Regions from separate parts of the Mus musculus genome. Here region 2 is linked to region 1. A link is a contact called in public HiChIP or PLAC-seq data. All regions are on one chromosome and are shown on one strand. The core of a region is the stretch at or near the end of the contact, and the rest is flanking DNA. Distances in the headings are between cores, read along the strand shown.

Region 1 (4,936 bases), core at 1,325-3,824:
TATTTCCAAAGCCACAGGGACCAGTATGGTAAAAGCACCAAGATACACAAAAGGTCAATGGAACAGAAACCCTGCAACAGACCCAGAGAGACTTATGAGTAGGGATTCAATATGCACCCAGACTACCTCAAACTTGTAATCCTCCTGCCTCTATCTCTGAAGTACTGTGATCACTGGTAACTCCGTCTCCCAAGTGCTATGATTTACCAGAGCCAGCAACCACGCCAAGTATCAAAAGACTTTTAATAAATCAAAAGACAGCCTTTTCAACAAATGATACAAAAACAATTGAATGTATCTTTGGATTCTCCATCCAGTTTTTATTTTACACACACACCACAAAAATACAAATAAATGTTTTCTGTCAAATGAGAATAGTAAAAGTCCAAGAATACCCAGTGTTCAAAAAAATGTGATTTTCCTCACAAAGAAAATGTGAGGAAAATCTGTGGGTTCACACTCTTTTCTAAAGGTGACCTACATCTATGAATATAAAAATCTCAAAAATAATAAAATCTTTTAATGCAGTAATTATATCTCAAAGTGGAAATGCAATGAAAATATAAACAAAATCTTGTATACTTATATATGTATACATATATGTCATAGGTACCTGCAGGTTTTTTAAAGCTCAACAGACTGTATAATAATCAATTTGTGGACCATGACCCTGAAGAATGAAAACATATATTAAGGAAACTAAAATCTACTGAGCAACTTTTGTGACCCTGACACTTTACAAACAAATATATTGTCAAATTTAACTAGAATATATTAAAAGCTAAAGATAGTGTTTTAAAAGACCTTGCATGTCCAAAATGATAGTGAAAGCCTTAGAGATAATTTTCACTGCTAAATTCTTATATTCAGTTGACAGAATTCATGTTCTCTTTATTGTTTAGAAAAAAGGAGAATCTTTAAGACAAAATTACCAGTTTGTGAGCAAAGAACAACTCAAGAATCAGGCTATATTTGAAAACACAACCGATCCAGAGAGCTTTACTACTAAAGCCTGGGCCTGAGCTTTTACAGTAGTAAGATCTGAATAAGAGTTGGCCGAAAGTTTGTGATTGGTAAAGCTACTAGTTTACTGGTTTAAAGACGAGTTGTTTGCTTATACAGGAACCTAAAGAACTCAAGTCATTCTGGTCTAATGGCCTAAGTAAAAATAAATAAATTAAATAAATAAATAAATAAAATAATATTGTGAAGATACTTTTTAGTTACCAATTCAAAATTCCCTATTATTCTTCTAAAATGTTAGCAGGCCCCAAAACTGAATAATATTCATTATTTTAAAATAGAGAATATCAAGTTAAAAGTAGTGGTTGAGTAAGGCAGTGATTTCAAATCAGCAAGTTTTTGTTAACATCAATTCAAGAAAGATTTGAAATCACTGTCTTTAATAACTCAGTCTTGATCTCAATTCAATTACCATAACTTTATGTAAAGAATCTTTATAGATACCCTTATCAAGAAAATTAAAGTTCCAATAAAAATATAAGGGATCATAGTTATAGTAGTGCATTTGCCTAGCATGTACAAAGCTCTAGATACAACCCCAGCTCACTTGCGCTCTCTCTCTCTCTCTCTCTCTCTCTCTCTCTCTCACACACACACACACACACACACACACACACACACACACACTCACACACACACGCACACACACTACTGGTGGAATTAGAGATTCAATTTTCAGACACAGAACTCAAAAAAAGAAAAAACTTTTATCTATTAGATAAAACCAACACACACAAATAATTAAGAAACTATGGCCATATGCAAAAACTCTGATGCTTCAACTGTACAAAGTTCAAAGATATTCACAAAATTACACTAAAGAAGCTATAGCTAAATACTTAGAGCAATTTGGGAAAAGGCACCCTCTAAATGTGTTATGAAGTCAGCACAAAGTTTTGCTATCTAATAAGCAATTTGATTACAGTTTTCTTGTTTGTTGCTTTGAGACAAGATCTCAAAGTTAAACTGGACTCAAAGTCACTATGTAGTCAAGGCTGTCCTCTGCCACCACCATCAGAGGATTAAGATTAAGGGTGTGTACCACTATGCCCAGTTTTGGTTCTGATTTTGAAGGGGGAAAAAGGTTCTAGAGAGAGAGTAAGCACCAGGCAGAGTTATAAGAAAACAGACAAGTCACTGCTGTTAAACAAGGTCATGAAATGTCATTGTTTTTTGGACTAGCCTCTGCCCGGGCCCCAGCAGATGAGATATGTCTAGAATGAAGTCACAAGTGCTAAGTAACCCAACTAACTTTGATGGGCCAGTTTCCAAAACAGCAGTAGTGTCCAGCCAACCAGAACCACTCAAAGAAGTCCCTTCTGCTCTAATCCCAGGAAGTAACAATCATCGCTTTTTTGTTGCTTTGGCCTTTTTGAGCCCTTTAGTGCTTTAAAGCTGACCTCCTCTGCTCATCCCAGAACAGTCACTCTGCTTCATAAAATGAAGTGTCCAACTCCAAAGTCACACATAAATGCTCATCAGCTTTAAAATGTGTTGTAACTTTTGTCTTTGATGGCTTCTGGTGACCATAAAGGGACTTCAAAAAAACTTCTGACAACTGAGGTCCCATGAGGAATTGCAAGAAAAAGATGATGCCTTTTGGGGTCCCCTCCTGTGTTCATCATGAAGCCCTGGGGATTTTAAATAAATTCTTGCCAGGTCTTACTATTTTGCACTGACTTTCTGATCTTTCAGGCTTTTAAATCAGGGGTCACTTTGTGCAGAGAGTCCAGGTGACCTTCTGCAGTCTGTGGTAGCTACTGAGTCACTGCCAAGGGACAATCTGAAAACTGACTGATGGTGATTACAACAAATGAGCAATTACGGTGGGGACAATAAAAGCTTCCAAAACTCACAAGGCTTGCTCTTTCCATGTCATTTTCTTCTACACTCAGGGAAAATCATGGCTAAGTTGATTGAGGTGATCTCAACGCCTAAGCCACAACCTGACAGGTAGGTACAGATTTAGCACTTAAGAGCTACCAGAGCACTCACCGCTAAAGAGAAGACAGCAGTGAAAGGCACAAGAGAAACTCAGCTGAGTGACAATGTGCCTCCTTCCAGTCTACCGTCTAGTCTACTTCAGGCAAAATCAGATTCTTTTAATTTATTAATAAAAGTTAATTTGATTTGAAACTAAATGTCATCACTTTCTTCTGACAGTGTAACATTGAGGAAGACTTTATAAACTATATTTAATATAGTTTAATTCAACATTAAGTTACAGGTATACTTCTGAGATTCTCAGCAAATAGCTGATTTAAAGCATTTTTTAAAAGTTAGTGTTCATTTGTGTGACTGTGTGTCTGTGTGTGTGTGTGTGTGTGTCTGTGTGTCTGTGTGTCTGTGTGTGTCTGTGTGTATGGTATGTGTATCCCTTGTAGACATCAGAGGACAACTTTTGAAAACCGATCCTCTCCTTCCACCGTGTAGGTCCTGAAGGTCCTGAGGACTGGCAGCAAACAGCTTTTACCTACTGAGCCATCCTACCTGCCCACTTACACTGGCTAGCATTTACCCTCTGGTTGGCCCACACTGGCAATAACAACCCTACTTATAATTTAATATGTATTCTTTTTCTCCTGTAGATTCTGAAAAAGTTTTACTTTGATACATTTTACTTCAGACATTTCCTAAGTTCTAGAGCTTTCAGAGTATCTCATGGAACTTCTAAAATAAAATGAAATAAAATTTGTAATACTTCAAAATTTTTTTAGACTTTTTATTAAAAAGTTAACTCTCCTAATCAAATTTTGTCTTAAATCCCCAACTTAATGGTGATGCATATTTAGCAGAATATGACAATGAAAACTGTCAAGCCTGGAAATTAATGAGTTCTTATTACAGTGCTGCTTTCTCCCATGATCTTTACAAAATTAAATTACCTTAATCTATTTATATGCCACTTAAACCTGAACCTCTTTTGCGCCAAAAACAAAACAAAACAAAACACTCCATTCATCAAATATTCCTGACTGCCTACTATGTGCCTGGTATTGTAGATCAGAGTATATCAGAGAATTTGAATTCTAATATGAAAAGAGTAACAAATATAAATATAAGCACATAAGAAAATGCACCACCCCTGTTAAATGGGAGTACAATGCAGTTACATAGAGAATTGAAATAAAAGAACTAGATATTTGTTATATAAAATGATCCAAAAAAGTTTCTTTGTCATAATAAACTTGATCTCCTTGAAGTGCCATTCGAGGGTTGGAGAAATGTTTCAGTGGGTAAATTGTTTACCATGCAGGTATGAGGATATGCATTGAATCCTCAGAACCTACTAGCCTGCAGAATAACTCTCCATACAAACACGCAGACTCTTTTTATTTTCAAGCACAATTTCACAATTTGGCAAACATTATCTTGTTCTGCAATCATTAGCATAGACCTAACTCACCTAGTAAATTTATCAGCTTCCTCCAGAGTCATTTATCACTTCATATTTCAAACTCACAGTAGTTATTAATCAAGTTTGGGTTTTTTGGATTGATTTGGTGTTTGTTTGTTTGTTTGTTTTGAAGAAAATATGGTACCACAAGACTCAGGGAATGAGGATGTAAGTAAATAAATATATAAGCATCTAGTAGACAAGACTTTGGTTTCCCATAGCGGATAAGTGATACTTCTCTTAACAAAGCCACAGAAAAAGAAAAAAAAAAAATCAACTGAGGAATTTTGCTACTTTTACAATAAAATGAATCCAATGATTTGCAATCCCTTTCTTCTTATCTTGGGCTCATCAAAGCCTAATCAATTTTGCAGAAAGACGTGTTCCTTTTATTTTTAGCAAATATCTTGGAAAAACAGGAGGTTAAATGTAGTTATGTATAAAATCTCTCACTTAGACATCAGGAAGGAGGCATGCACGGAGCCTCAGAAGACTTAAAATAATCTTTTAACAGCT
Region 2 (4,936 bases), core at 727-3,226, 240 kb before region 1:
CATGGCACCCAGAGGCTTTCCGGTAGCTATTGGTGAGGACAGAAGAACTCTATCTCTTAGATATTTCTGGTTGTACACAGGCAAATAATGCAAGAGTAATCAATCAGCCTGGCAGACATCGACAACAACCCGCAAGGTCAGGCTAGGAACGCAGGCAAGAGAGTTTCCCCTCCAGAAATGGGATGGTCCTCTGATCCCATCCTGAATCAGGGATGGGCTGGAAGCAAGGAGTTAGAGAAGATGGGGGCTGCACATCATTTGTGCTGTCACGTCTAGAAAATCAAAATGCCTGCTGCTCACCTGAAGTGACCGAAGACCTGCAGGCTGCCTGCAGCTGGTGCTTCAAAACAGTATTCTCTGCTGTACTAAACAGCCACACCATAAAACAGGGTCAGGACAATCCATTTCTCCCCTTGTAAAATGCACGACTCAATCAATAAACATGCTTCCTCCACGGCTTGGGAGCCCCAGGACAAACTCACCTCAAATGCAAGGATCTTAGCATTGGAGGCGACTCAACCATTCTCTGGAGAGGAACAAGCTCCAGTGGGTAGCGCTTTCCCTCTCCTTCCTAATTTGAGGAGAACTAACACATCTTGCTAGTTTTCTAAGTTAGAATTCAGGGGAAAGAAGCTAAAGTAAGACTCACTTCCCATTGACCCACAGTATCCTTCCAAGTATACGTTTGTGGCCCCCGGTCAAAGCCAGCACCTTTGTTTCCATCTTGTATGGTTTGTCTTTAGTAAATCCATACACCCTGCTGAGTGTCATGACATTCCTGTCCTTTCCTTGTTTTCAAACTGACAGTCTATTGACCCAGCCATGTCTGGGTCTTGAGTTTGTGGGAGAGGATCTTGTATTGTTGGTCACTGCTGTTATTTCACTGCAGGTAGAAGCAAGCACTGACAGTCATGTGTTAAACACATCTGCTTCCTCTCCAGACGAGGACCTATCACCAACAACTTTGTGATGCCCCCAGGCAGGAAGCTGGCTCTCAGAATTTGTGTGATCATCCTCCCTCTGCCTTTTAATTATTCTCACGAAAGTAGCTTCTAGAATAGTGCCTGGCTCATGCAATGAGCCCACTAGATGCTGGGTAAGTGACAATAACACTCACACTACAAGCACTGGTGTCAGCGTCACATGTACAAACAAACATGCAACCTTATGTGTGCCAAACATGACAGGCAGGCAAAGTCCTTTCTGTTGAGACTGCTTTTTTAAATGAACAAATGACAGCATTATGGGTGCTCTCTGTGGAAGGACACTGTGGTGGTTTGGGACACTGTGGTTGGCACCATAGACTCACATGTTTGAATGCTTGGCCCTTAGGGAAAGGCACTATTAGGAGGTGTGGCCTTGTTAGAAGAAATGTGTCACTGTGGGGGGCAGGCTTTGAGGTCTGATATGCTTAAGCTATGCCCAGTGTGGAGCTTAATCTCCTTCTGCTGCCTGAAGATCAAGATGTAGAACTCTCAGCTCCTTCTCCAGCACCAAGTCTGTCTGCATGCTGCCAGGCTTCCCACCATGACTATAGTGGACTAAACCTCTGAACAGTAAGCCAGCCCCAATTAAATGTTGTCCTTTATACAAGTCGCCTTGGTCATGGTGCCTCTTCACAGCAATGGAAACCCTAAGACAGACACTTTGTATTGCCAACACTGTCTCTGCACCCTATTTGACCTCCCAAACCACCTTCTTAGACAGGAAGGCCAAGAGAGACTGTAGACTTTATATACCTAGTTTTGAATGACTGGAGGTGACAGAGTAGACCCTCTTCTCGCTACCTGGTACTCATATCCTTCTCAAATTCTGCCCCACTGCAGACCAAGTCACCCATTATCTTTAAACAGAAGGTCAGCCCTGCCATCCAGGAAAGGTGAGAATGAGCCAATGACTACATCTATGTTTCCATGTCTGCATCTGTTAAGTGGTACTCTGAAGGCATCCAGGCATGAACCATCATGGATGTGGGTGAAGCTGTGACATGTGGGCTCACTGCAGAAAGGGAGCCCAGTACCCTGGAGCTGTTACAGTTGGCATTGTTGACCTTGTGGTTTGGCTGAAATTTCCGTTTCTGAGCCAAAACAAGGCACTTCCTGAGCAGGTCTGTCTTTTGTCTTGGTCCTGATGTCAGTATTTCTCCATCCAACTTCCTTGCTTACTCTGTCAACTAAACAGCCCTCCAGATGTGTGGAACGCTGTTTTGCGTTTCCAAGACACTTAGAAAATGACTTCCATGGAGAAAAGATTCATGGAAGGCATGGTACCCTAAGAAGTCAGGCTTCAGGCAACCACATTTCTCTCACCTTCCCCCTGTGAAGAAGAAACTTAACCTTTGAGAGCCCTGTGCCTGGCTGGCCCAGCTTTAGGTAGGCTCCTGAGAGGGCACTGCCTGGGTGTTCACCTGCCAAGCTCTCCTCCCTGCTCACTGACGGACCAGGTCCTGCTAACTTTGCCCTGGTGACATACTCAGGCTCACCCACTAGCACTGTACCCTTGTGTGACAATTAACTAGTAATTAGTCTCCGTGCCTTCAGCTTGTTAGCCACAAAGCTTATCCCTGGGGGCCAGCCTGATCCTGCATGGCCTGGCTCAGGATTATATCACTTTTCAGCCATCTCCCACTTTAAAAACCAAACCACTTGGCTGCAGGTCCAAAGTTATGCCCAATGTGCCCACTGCTTGGCTGTGCTGTCCTACACAGCCTCATCATCCTGCTTCTGAAACACCTGTCCAAGGATCACGCTTACCCAGGCAGGGCATTTGTTAAAGTGGACACCCAGGTCTGAGCCAACTTCCCTTCTAAAGACGCTCAGAGTCAACACCAAAACCCCCAAAGTGGAAAGCCCCCTTTTAGTAGCTGAAGCTTGGCTATGTCCCAGAGAGCCAAATGCAGCACCAGACCCTCCATTTTGCCACACACCCCTACCTTGATATACAATGTTCTCTCTGCCTACTGCCCTAATTTCTGCCAACTAAATTCTCTCCTTCAACGCCCATATCAAATACCAACTCCACCAGGCAGTTTCTCCAAGGTTCTCAAGTCCTATGGCAAAACGCATGCTCTTCCCCCCTCTGGATGCCTGTTTTACATTCTCTGACTGTATATCCATCATCTCCTCAGCCACGTTAAGTACAGGCATTCTTAACAAATACAATTTGGTGGGTGAGTGATGAGTTTGTTTTTGTAGACTACCTTAAACTGTGCAGTACGCAAGCTGTCAGAACCACCAGGAAGCATCTCTGCCAGAATGTAATTCTGTTACTGTCTTTCTGCCCCAAGGTGATGGCGCTTCTCCCATACATTCCCACGAGAGAGCAAAGACTACAGCTTTAGACTCGGGGCAACCAGGGGAAGCTGGAGGCCTCCACCCAAAGTTGTAATTCCCAACGGTTTGCATTCAACTTGTCATACAAGTAAAACCAAAGCAGCTTTGCAGGAGGAGGAGCACCTGGAGGACGAAGGAGCCGAAACAGAAGGAAAGATGTGGCCCTCAAGGTGGAGGAACAGATACTGCAAGTCAGGAAGCTTCTGGCAGGAAGGAAACAGAGGGGAACTCGAGCTTGCCACAGCCTGGGGGCTCAGGTTAAGGAAGACGTGAGCCCCGAGAGCCTCTGCCTCTTCTGTCTCACAGGACTCAGCGACCATGCCAGCAGCCTGGCACAAGCCTGTTAACATTTCTGTCTACTGTTCTTCTGTTTCAATACTTATTTTTATTTTATGTGATGATTCTTTTACCTGCATCTATGCCTGTGTACCACGTGAGTGCAGTACCCATTCAAGCTAGAAGCAAGGGTAGGATACCCGGGAACTTGAGTTACAGGTGGTTGTGAGCCACCATGTGGGTGCTGAAGACTGAATCCAGGTCCACCCAGGTCCTCTTGAAGAGCAACCAGTGCTCTTAACTGCAAAGTCATCTCTCCAGGACTTTTGTTGTCCATTTTGAGCTCTTATACCCAACATGAATACTTCTAATCTCTTAGAGGCAGGTCTAAGGAAATGTCTTTGTTACTTGAAGATGTACTGAACTTCCCCAAGTCCTCAATAATCCCCATTCCTTACCTCTAAACAGCAAAGGACCAGACAGGGACGAGCTACCCTGTCAACCATGGCTAGCATGCAAGATAGGATGATATACCAGAGATGCAATAGATTCATGGCAAACATGGAACATGAGTGATGTACTTGCTGGGGTGGGACTGTGGCTCATTGGTAGAGAGAGGGCTTGCCTAACATAAGCAAAGCCCTGGGTTCTATCCCTAGCACTACACAAACTGGGCAAGGTAGCTTATGTTTGCAATCTCAGCACTTGGGAGACAGTGTCTTAGCTAGGGTTTCTATTGCAGCAATTAAACACTATGATAAAAAAGCAAGCTGAGAAGGCTTACACTTCCATCATTGAGGGAAGCCAGGACAGGAACCCAAACAGGGCAGAAATCTGGAGGTATGAGCTGATTCAGAGGCTATGGAGGGGTGCTGCCTACTGGCTTGCTCCCCATAGCTTGCTTAGCCTGCTTTCTTATGGAAGCTAGGACCACCAGCTGGGGATAACACCACCCACAATGGGCTGGGCTCTCCCCTATCGATCCCTTATTAGAAAAATGCCTTACATCTGGATCCTATGGAGACATGTTCTCTCTTGAGGTCCCTTCCTTTCAGATAACTCTAGCTTATGTCAAGTTGACATAAGACTAACCAGCACACAGAGGAAAGAGACAAGAAGCTTAAGGTCATTCGCCGAGTTTGAGGCTAGTCTGTGTATTATAAAAAGGTACCTGGAGGTTCTGAGGGGGCAATTGCCCGAGCTATGTTGCCAGCAGATGGCAGTGTGGTCCACTGGGGGTGGGGAGGAGCTGCAGGCTCCACCAATGCTGTCTCCCAGCATGGCCCCTTGCTCCCTTGCTATCCCTGCATCTTACCTGACTGTGGCAC

The links. HiChIP or PLAC-seq counts read pairs in DNA pulled down with a chosen protein or histone mark.
Region 2: an H3K27ac HiChIP or PLAC-seq map of large pre-B cells shows a contact between it and region 1, with 3 times the contacts expected there. The contact joins two enhancer-like sites. A contact is called at or near these places in 2 of 484 Hi-C or Micro-C datasets (large pre-B cells and pre-B cells) and 1 of 115 datasets of contacts at active chromatin or transcription factors (large pre-B cells).

The regions. Positions count from the first base shown.
Region 1 is chr12:77,295,364-77,300,299 of GRCm38.p6, reverse strand. The region is part of intron 2 of Fut8 (fucosyltransferase 8); the gene reads right to left. Among named protein-coding and RNA genes, the nearest start is that of 9530018F02Rik, 59 kb to the right of the region's middle. Within about 2 kb of position 2,574, at least 1 of the 459 cell types and tissues checked has an H3K27ac peak or open chromatin away from gene starts, as enhancers often do.
Region 2 is chr12:77,531,386-77,536,321 of GRCm38.p6, reverse strand. No RefSeq gene overlaps it. Among named protein-coding and RNA genes, the nearest start is that of Gm35240, 20 kb to the left of the region's middle. Within about 2 kb of position 1,976, at least 43 of the 459 cell types and tissues checked have an H3K27ac peak or open chromatin away from gene starts, as enhancers often do.